3 separate regions of the Ovis aries genome follow, and all the other regions are linked to region 2. The links are chromatin contacts, called in public Hi-C maps. All regions are on one chromosome and are shown on one strand. The core of a region is the stretch at or near the end of the contact, and the rest is flanking DNA. Distances in the headings are between cores, read along the strand shown.

Region 1 (3,029 bases), core at 209-2,708, 320 kb after region 2:
CCCAAAAGGCCTGGCCATATGCCCCAGTTACTACATTCAGCTCATTCTCTTCACCTAATCATGTGTGCTCTGCTAAGTCAGTTGTGTCTGACTCTTTGCAACCCTATGGGCTATAGCTTGCCAGGCTCCTCTGTCCATGGGATTCTCCAGCAAGAATACTGGAGTGGGTTGCCATGCCCTACTCCAGGGGATCTTCCTGACCCCAGGATCAAACCCCTGTCTCTTATGTCTCCTGTATTGGCAGGCGGTTCTTTACTACCAGCGTCACCTGGGAAGCCCTCACCTCATCATATCTCTCCGTCCCATCTCTCTTCATCCAATCTGCTATAAAAGCACTCTGTTTGGGACTTCCCTGGTGGTGCAACGGTTAAGAATCCATCTACCAATTCAGGGGCACCCGTTCCATCCCTGGTCCGGGAAGATTCCACATGCCACTGAGCAATTAAGCCCTGGCACCACAAATACAGAGCCTGTGCTCTACTGAACCCCACTACTGAAGCCCACAAGCCCACGGGCCCTAGGGCCTGCGTCCCACCACAAGAGAAACCACCGCAATGAAAACCTCACATACCGCAACTAGAGAGGAACCCCTGCTCACTGCAACTAAAGAAAGCCCACAAGCAGCAACAAAGACCCAGTGCCACCAAAAATAAATAAAGAATAAATTATTTTAAGAAATGCTCAGTTTTAACCATTTTTGGGGGGTCCTCACTTCCTTATTGGAGAAGGCAATGGCACCCCACTCCAGTACTCTTGCCTGGAAAATCCCATGGATGGAGGAGTCTGGTGGGCTGCAGTCCATGGGGTGGCTAAGAGTCAGACACGACTGAGCGACTTCACTTTCACTTTTCACTTTCATGCATTGGAGAAGGAAATGGCAACGCACTCCAGTGTTCTTGCCTGGAGAATCCCGGGGACCGTGGAGCCTGGTGGGCTGCCATCTATGGGGCCGCACAGAGTTGGACATGACTGAAGCGACTTAGCAGTAGCACTTCCTTATGGAGACTCTCGTGTCACAGAAAACAAATAAATGTGTACGCTTTTCTCCTGTTCATCAGTCTTTGCATCGGTTTAATTTTCAGACCCAGCAGGAACACTATGAGGGTGGAAAAAAGCTTTATTCCCCTCACACATGACACTCATCACCAGAGCCCGTGTGCTCCAGACTGGGCATACCACTGAGTCCTGCACTGATTGCCTAGACTGAATTAGTTATGTCTTCTGCCTTCTTGTCTGCTGGCTAAAACGAAATGCTGTGGCTTCACATTTACATCCTGCTCTTTTTCTTTTTAGACTTGTGAGCCTGTCTTAAGTTTGGGGAGATGTGGAGAGAGGAGGCCATGGAAGAAGAACAATGATCACTTAGCAGATGAACCTCAGAGAGAGTTTAGTGAGAAAGCAGGGACCCACTGGGCTTGCGGGCGCCCTGCTGAGCTGGTTACATCCTCAGTACCACAGCCCCACTAACCATCTGCTCATTGTCCCTTCTGTGTGGACGGGCTCTCCTTTGTGGCACACTCCATGGGTCTAGGATCTCAAATTCTGACCAGGTTTCCTAATTCATAAACTGGTAGGTTTTAATGAAAGATTTACCATTTCAAAACAGAGTTCTGAGACAGGATCGACTTTGAGGTTTCCCAAGTGCCTGCTGGTGGGTAACAGGATTCTGCAGAAATAAGTCCTGTTTAAAAAAAAGAGTCTGTCCCTGGCACTGTAATCTGGAACAGCGATTCAGCCTCTCTGGCCATCTTCATGTGTGTTTCCTGCCCACAGAATGAAGTTGGAAAGTCAGAGCCGTCATCTGTCTCTACATGCGATTTCTCGCCCGTCAGCTGGACAGGGAAGTGCTTCGTTCTGGTGTATTGATGTTAGTCCTACTAACACATTTCCAAGTTCTCCAGCTGCCATGTAACCTGAAACGGGTCAACTCTGGGAGGGAGAGGTTTGCTTTTCCTTCCTGTAACCTCAGGACTGATTTAATTAAGCAACTCCTCCAGCCCCGATTTATAGTCTGAAAAGTGTTCTCGCCGCAGCCCTTCGATGTGCTGTGTTTTTCAATGAGCTGAAATGCATTGTTCAGTGGAAACACCATTCTGAGTGTCTGCTGCCACCCCGAGAGCTATTCCAACATACGCACCCGTCCCTGTATGTTTAACTGCAAAGGGCTGGATAAATGAGCCGTGGCTTTCTTTGATAACTTAGTACAGTTTTAGAAATCAGAGGAGAGGATGGCTAAATTCCCCCATGGGTTCCTGGGGAGAGCAAAACTTCACCCTAGCCTCCTGCTGTGAAGAAATAACCTTTTAAACCTCATTTTAGAAATCAGTCATTTTTCCCAAGATTAAAACTAAAAATAAGAAAACCCTGGCATGTAGGGGTGGAGGGAGGAAAAAGAAAGGATGCCACAGCGTGACTGTCCTCTGTCTGTCCCTCGGGACTTTTTGTTCTACCATCAGACCCCAGATGTCCTCCCCTGTTTGACAGTTCTGACCCCATCCCCCTCCCAACCTGCCACCTAGGAATGAATGAAACCAAATTTCCCATAGGAAATGCCCTTTCCTAGTCTCTCAAAGGCTTCTACCTCAAAATGAAATCTGACAAAAGAAACAAATTAGATTAAATTGCAGCGCTAAGGGTTTCAGATTGCTCAGATAACAGACTCAGACAGTGCTGTTAGGACTAAGCAAAATCATCTTCTGCAACGTGGGGGAAAACAGAGTTTCCTTCCCTTCATCTGTTCTTGCTGGCAGTTTTTAATATCATTGAATGATAATGAATAGACAGTGGGAGATGGGAGGACCAAGGGAAGGACATCAACCAGAGCATCCAAAAGCCAAGCCAGTAATATGTGTGAATGAAGCTGGATCAGTGAGAAATTTCACGTGATCACTCCAGACTTTTAAATGTTAGCAATCCATTCCATTAAAAACAGAAAAATCCACCACAGCTCCTTCGGTGGTTATTGAGCACTTTCTTATACATCCATGCTGTTACTACCTTCTGTTCACCGATGGGGAAGAGCAAGTCTC
Region 2 (3,126 bases), core at 358-2,857:
AATTGTCTTCTTGGACTTTCCATGATACACATTGTAGAATTTTGAAAGAATACTAAAGCATACTCGTGTCCCTCCACCTTCCCCCCATCCACCATCTTTCCTGAAGAATGTCCCCTCAGCAGCTCCCAATCCTTACTGAGAAAAACCACTGTTTCTGCAGCAGATCTGGCACTTTCCACTGACCAGCACTTTCTTTATTCCACTTCACAAAGCCCAGTGAACTTGTCACCAGCCCCACTTCCCCCTCCCTGGGACATCTAGCCAACTTGGCATTGGTGCCCTTCAGCATCTTAGGAGTTTCTTAACTAGTCCTCTAAGACAAAGTCAGAGGCATGGAAGCACACACCACCCTTTGTCGGAGGTTGTGCTGAGTGGAGAGGGACACCAAACGAAAGAGGGAAGCAAGGACACAGGCAGAGAGTGATCTCTTTCCGCGGATATTGCACTGGGGAAACCTAAAAATGCATGGTCAGCATTAGATAGATATATCTTCCCGTCCTCTTCCAAGATATCCTTGAGTACCTTTTATAACTGGGTTCTTCGTCCTCCTGCCCACCTTCTAATCTTAAAATCAAGTTCCTATTCTTTATTGACACTCGCTAATTACTAGGAAAACACCCCGCTTTGCTCTTACCACCCCCCACCCCCTCGCATCTGACGGCCGTCAGCACCAGTTGAAAGAGATGAACCTGATTTAAGGTACCAAGTAGGTACAGCTAGTGCATGTAGGGACGCGGCAGCTGTCTGCGATGGCTCGTTAAGCCCCAAACCACCTTCCCACCCGGCTCCTCCTGAACCCCAGAAGTTAGGCAGGTCTCTGCTGGAGGACTGTGAGCCCAACAAAATGTGCACAAGGATGTGTGTTGGTGACTGAAACGCAGGCAGCTCGGACCGGCTGCTCAGCTCTGCACACTATACGGGGTTAGGGGGTGGGTGGAGAGGTAAGCATATGACTGTTTCCGAAAACATTTTCAACAACAAACAGCCAAAAAGGGGGTAAAAAATTAAACAAACAAACAAAAAAATTCAACCCCAAGCCCACACCAACGCAGCCCCTGCGAGTCCGCCGCCACCACACGATTTACACAAGTAATTTAAATCATTCACCTGCTGCCAGGTCTCCTCCAGGGATGGCAAAGCTGAGAAGTAGCCGGTGTCGTGGACAAGTTGTAGCTCCTGGAATATACTATAACTAGCCAACACGTCCATGTTGCTGCTGCCGGGCAAAACGGGAGGAGAAACCCTCCCCCGAACACAGTTGGGTCTGTTTGTTTGTCAGTCTGTCTGGCTCACCCCCCAAGAAGGCAGACATCCAGTGGCCCTTTTGTTTTGTTTTGTTTCAGTCAACTAAAAAGGAAAAAAAAAAAAAAAATCAATGCAGGAGAGAGGGAGAGAGGAGGTGAGAGAGGAGAGACTGAGTGGGGTGGATGGAGAGAAGCATCCAGCGTGTACAGTGCAGACGGCTGCCAGGAAAAGGGGACTTCTCCACGGGAGTAACAATTCCCTTCCAGGGCTCTAATCACTCCAGCTCGTGGATCAGGAAGGGGGATGCAAACTCACTGATACGAAGCTGCCATCTATTTCTGCAGCGCTGTTCGCTCCTAATGCAATCTTTGCTCTTTATTTTGGGAGGTTGCATTTTTTTTTTTCTCGCGATCGCTTCTCTCCCCCCCCTTTCCTTCCCTCCCCACCCCCCACCCCATCCTTGCTAGTTTGTAGTCTCTCCCCCTCCTCCTCCTTTTCTCCTCCTCCTGCTCTTCCCCCTCCCCAAACTCCCTCCCTCCGCCCCGCTCTCCGCGCAGCCGTGGGATCTCGGAGGAGGGCGTCCATTAGGCCGCGTGTGACCATGTAAGGTAAATAGGGGGCTCATGAAGTCACTCAGGACCAATGGGGAGCGCGGAGCGGGACCTGAGGCGGGGCTCGGCCCTGGCGGCGGGCGCCGATTGGCGAGCTGCGAATCTCCCCGCTGCCTTACAAGGCGGTGCGAGGCGAGCTATTTTTAGAGGGCTATATAAGGGGGTTGAGGCGGCCGCACCGCGGCCCGGTAGCGTGAGCGCGAGGGACGGGGAGGGTCGCGGCGACACTCTCGCCGGCTCCCGGGACGCCGAGGCGGCTGGGTTCGGGCCGCACTCCGGCCTTCGACCTTCGCTTTGGTGCCAGATGGAGCCCCGGGCGGCCGGAGCCGGCGCCCCTCAGAAGGGAGAGGGTCGCGTATAACCATTCGGGCTCGGATGCGGCCGGTCAGGAGGTGAAAGTCCAGAATGCGGGGTTAGGATGCCTCCTGGAGGAAGAGCAAGGTGGGAGGACGAGGAAGCCGGCGTGGGGAAGAGGGCCAGCCACTTCCCACTCCGCCTCCCTCCCAGGCCCGGAGGCGGGGAACCGCGAGGGAGGGGCAGCGCAGAAGAGTTCCACACTTCCTAAAAAATAAACCGGAGGCGGGGGGAAAGAAAAAGTCACCAAAACCCCTTCACGAATTCCCCACCGGCTACCAGAGTGCAGAGAAGAAGCGCCGGAGGAGGAAGTGCCACACAATGGAGCAGAACAAAGGGGAGCGGGGCGCAGACAGCGGCCCGGGGCCCGCCCCGCGCGCAGGCCCCGCCTCCAGCCCGCCGGCGCCGCGGAGCGCGCCGCCGCGCCCCCCACCCCCTCCCCAGCCCTCTGACCCGGCTCTGGGGACCGGCGAGGGTCGGAGTGCCAGTTAGAGTTAATTGGAAGGGGACGTATTAGAAGAATTGTCTGTTAAAGACAATAGAGGGAATCCGGGTAGACGTGAGGTGCTGGCAGAAGCAGGCAACTTGTTTGGGGTCTTAAAACGTGAGGCCCCTCTTGTGACTTGGAGATAAAGTGTCAGCCAAGCTGCGGTGGTGAGAGGAGGACCCAGAGTGTGTTTTCGATACACCTAACGTATAGAGATGTATAGATCTAGACCCTATTATCTCAGCTGAAAGCCCTGCGCTATGCCAGCTGCTGGGGTTGACCAGTTCTTTGCTTGACCTTAAATGGTTAGTGTGGCTTAAGCTTCCCCAAAATGCACTGTGAGCTGAACTTCCACTTTTGGAATGATTGCAGAATTTGGTACTTATTCAGAAATGAGAAACCTAATTCAGCTCATAATAGAAGAAACAC
Region 3 (2,984 bases), core at 443-2,942, 370 kb before region 2:
GAGAAAGCAGCTCTCTGGACAGCCAGTTCTATGGTGCCATTCTGAGAGATTTTCCTGGAAGTTAGATTAAAGGCTGCTTCTTCAGCTCGTCCAAACATCTCACAAGCAGAAGGAGGCTTCTGTGAATGCCCGGAACTTGACATCCAAGTATGTTGTGTTTGAACTAGTGATTTCTATTATCAGCAACTGAACACTGATAAAGACACTGTAATATATATTATAGTATATATATATATATTTTATATACATACACATATAGTATTCATATAGTATATATAATGCATTTGGTGTATGTACACACACATAATAGGATACCATTTTTTAACACTTTCTGAATTTTGCCCTGAAAAGTTTCACTCAAGGTAACAGACATATATCATGTAACTAAGACCCACTAGGAATATCCACATATACTGTCAACTGGTTTTACATGTGCGTCACCCTCAGGAGGTTCCTCCAGGCAGCAATAAAATTTCACTGGCAGATGAATGGCAAAATCAGCCAACTTGACTTTGTTTTCTACTTTTTTCTCCTTCTACCCAATTTTCCCCATACTTCCCCATTTTGCAACCCTGCCAGTTCCATCTTGGGCAGTTTCTCTACACTAGGACCCTCAATCCTAGTGTAGAAAGAGAGAAAGAAGAATAGCCTCAAACTTTTGCCTAATTGTCTTGGGAAATTTGTTCATATTTTTACTAAAAAAAAAAATGCAGTGAAGGGAGGCTTTCATCTTGTCACAGCTTTTAAGTTAGACAATAAGCCAATGCTATCATATTTTGAGATCTTTGAATTGCTTCAATGTCACATTCATTGAAACATATTTCATCTACCATGTTAAATGCTAGTCTTGAAGAAAGTCAGCTGAAGATAATTGAAAGGGAGGGGCAATGCCCTCTTCTCCAGCTTGAGGTTCACATGAAGTAGCCTCCACTGCTGCTGTAGGCCATAGTGAAAACCGTCCCACGCAGAGCAATCCACAGGCTGTGCCCCTGATGCACCTGCCCTGTATTCAGCTGCACGGGCACCCTCCCCCATCCCTGCCATGCTGAACTCTGCACAGACCCTTGCATTTTAAGATTGCAGATACCACTTGCTCCAAGTTTTCCTTAGGGTGTGCTCTGATCCACAGCCATTCTTCTCAAAGCACTCTCCTGGGCTGAGGTAGTAAAATCAGAACAAGTATTCTAGTCTTAACCTCCTATCTTGCCCAACAATATATCTTGGGTAAACACGACGCTTTAAAAAGAAAAGCAGAGGCAACCAAAGAAGGTCACCCTTTTGAGAACTTACTCGATCATTTTTAAAAGGTTGCACCATATGCTTTCCTAAGCCACAGAATCTCACATGGCACTCTTTGTCCTAGAAAAACAAACCAAGCAAGACAGTTCCCCAATGGCTCAGCAGGAAAGAATCTGCCTGCAATGCGAGAGAGGCAGGAGATGTGGAGGAGGAAATGGCAATCCACTCCGGTATTCTTGCCTGAAAAATCCCATGGGGGGGGAAGCCTGGTGGGCTACAGTCCAAAGGATCACAATGAATTGGACACGACGGAGCAACAACAAACAGAAAACAAGACTTTTCTCAATTTCACCTCCACTGTGATTTTGATATCAATCTAGGTTTTTAAGTTTTTAAGAAATTGTGTAAAATATACAAAATCTGCCATCTCTCTTGGCCATTTTAAAGTGTACAGCACAAGAGCAGTCAGTAAGTCTGCTTATTTATTGTGCAGCCGTCACCACCATCCATCTCTAGAATGCCGTTCAGCTTGTAAAACTGAAACTGCCCCTGTTCAGCTGTAACTCCCACCCCTTTTCTTTGGCTCCCAGCAATCTCCACTCTCTGTCTCTATGAATCTGATGCATACCTCATATGAATGGAATGATACGGCGTTTGTCCTTTTGTGTGGTGGCTTATTTCATTTAGCGTAATATCCACCGTGTTCATCCTCACTACAGTATGTATCAGAATATCCTTCCTTTTTAAGGATACATGCTATCCTCTTGTATATATACACAATATTGGATATATACACCACATTTTGTTTACTCCTCCATCCTTGAACACTTGGGTTGCTTCTACCTTTTGTATCAAGATGTTGTTTCCTGCTCCCCCCCTCCCCCCGCCAGAAACTTGTTATTCTCTTGAGTGTCAAACTGTTTTAAATATTGGTTTTGTATTTCTAGAGCATTTCCGTATCCTAAAGATTATATATCACTGAGCGCTGACACACATACATTATATGTATATACACGTGTAAATATATACATGTATATATGTATACACTTACATATGTACATGTTTACATTAGATAGCTAGTGGGAAGCTGCTGTACAGCACACGGAGCTCAGCTTGGTGTTATATGATGACCCAGAGGGGTGGGATGGGGGTGGGGGGTGGGAGAGATGCTCAAAAGGGAGGGGATATATGTATGTATATAACTGTTTCACTTTGTTGTACAGCAGAAACTAACACAACATTGTAATTATATTCTAATAATGAAATTTTAAAAATAAGTACAATCACCAAAAAACATTATATATCTTTGTCTCTATCATCTATCAATCATCTATCATTTTTCCTAAGAAAATCTTTAGTCATTTATTTTTAAATTAAGTACATGTTACTATATTATATTTTATGTGTCCTCATATTCTACTGTAGACTTAATTTTTGGAAATAACAAAAAACCACAGAGGATAAATTTGATGAATTGAGAGTGGGTGACTAGGTGACAATAGAAATGGCATTTATTAAGCACCTACTCTGTGCCAGGCGCTGTACTAGCATTTCATACTCATAATCTCATTCATCCTTATCACAGTTTCTTTGGCAGCTGCTGATAAACATTAATATTAATGTTATAGATGAGGAAACTGATGCTCAGGGGCTTTAAGCTTTAAATGGGTTTCCCAGGAGTGCACAATTAGAAAAAAGACAGACCTAGATCTGTAGCCTGAGTCCTTCTGATCCAAAACTCATTC

What was found. A called contact is a pair of places that touch in the nucleus more often than the background predicts.
Region 1: a Hi-C map of tail adipose tissue shows a contact between it and region 2, with 5 times the contacts expected there. The contact joins the enhancer-like site here to the promoter of KLF7 in region 2. A contact is called at or near these places in 6 of 16 Hi-C or Micro-C datasets (hypothalamus, muscle, omental adipose tissue and 2 more).
Region 3: a contact with region 2 is called in a Hi-C map of omental adipose tissue, with 2.0 times the contacts expected there. The contact joins the enhancer-like site here to the promoter of KLF7 in region 2. A contact is called at or near these places in 3 of 16 Hi-C or Micro-C datasets (omental adipose tissue, skin fibroblasts and tail adipose tissue).

Annotation. Positions count from the first base shown.
Region 1 is chr2:209,577,688-209,580,716 of ARS-UI_Ramb_v3.0, forward strand. No RefSeq gene overlaps it. Among named protein-coding and RNA genes, the nearest start is that of CREB1, 61 kb to the right of the region's middle. Within about 2 kb of position 1,459, at least 18 of the 54 cell types and tissues checked have an H3K27ac peak or open chromatin away from gene starts, as enhancers often do. A contact at or near this core is called in hypothalamus and tail adipose tissue, where this site is marked.
Region 2 is chr2:209,257,769-209,260,894 of ARS-UI_Ramb_v3.0, forward strand. It overlaps KLF7 (KLF transcription factor 7), which reads right to left and starts at 1,608. Exons shown (of 3, transcript XM_060410296.1): 1 at 1,108-1,608. The coding sequence starts at 1,209.
Region 3 is chr2:208,885,694-208,888,677 of ARS-UI_Ramb_v3.0, forward strand. No RefSeq gene overlaps it. Among named protein-coding and RNA genes, the nearest start is that of FASTKD2, 27 kb to the left of the region's middle. Within about 2 kb of position 1,693, at least 3 of the 54 cell types and tissues checked have an H3K27ac peak or open chromatin away from gene starts, as enhancers often do.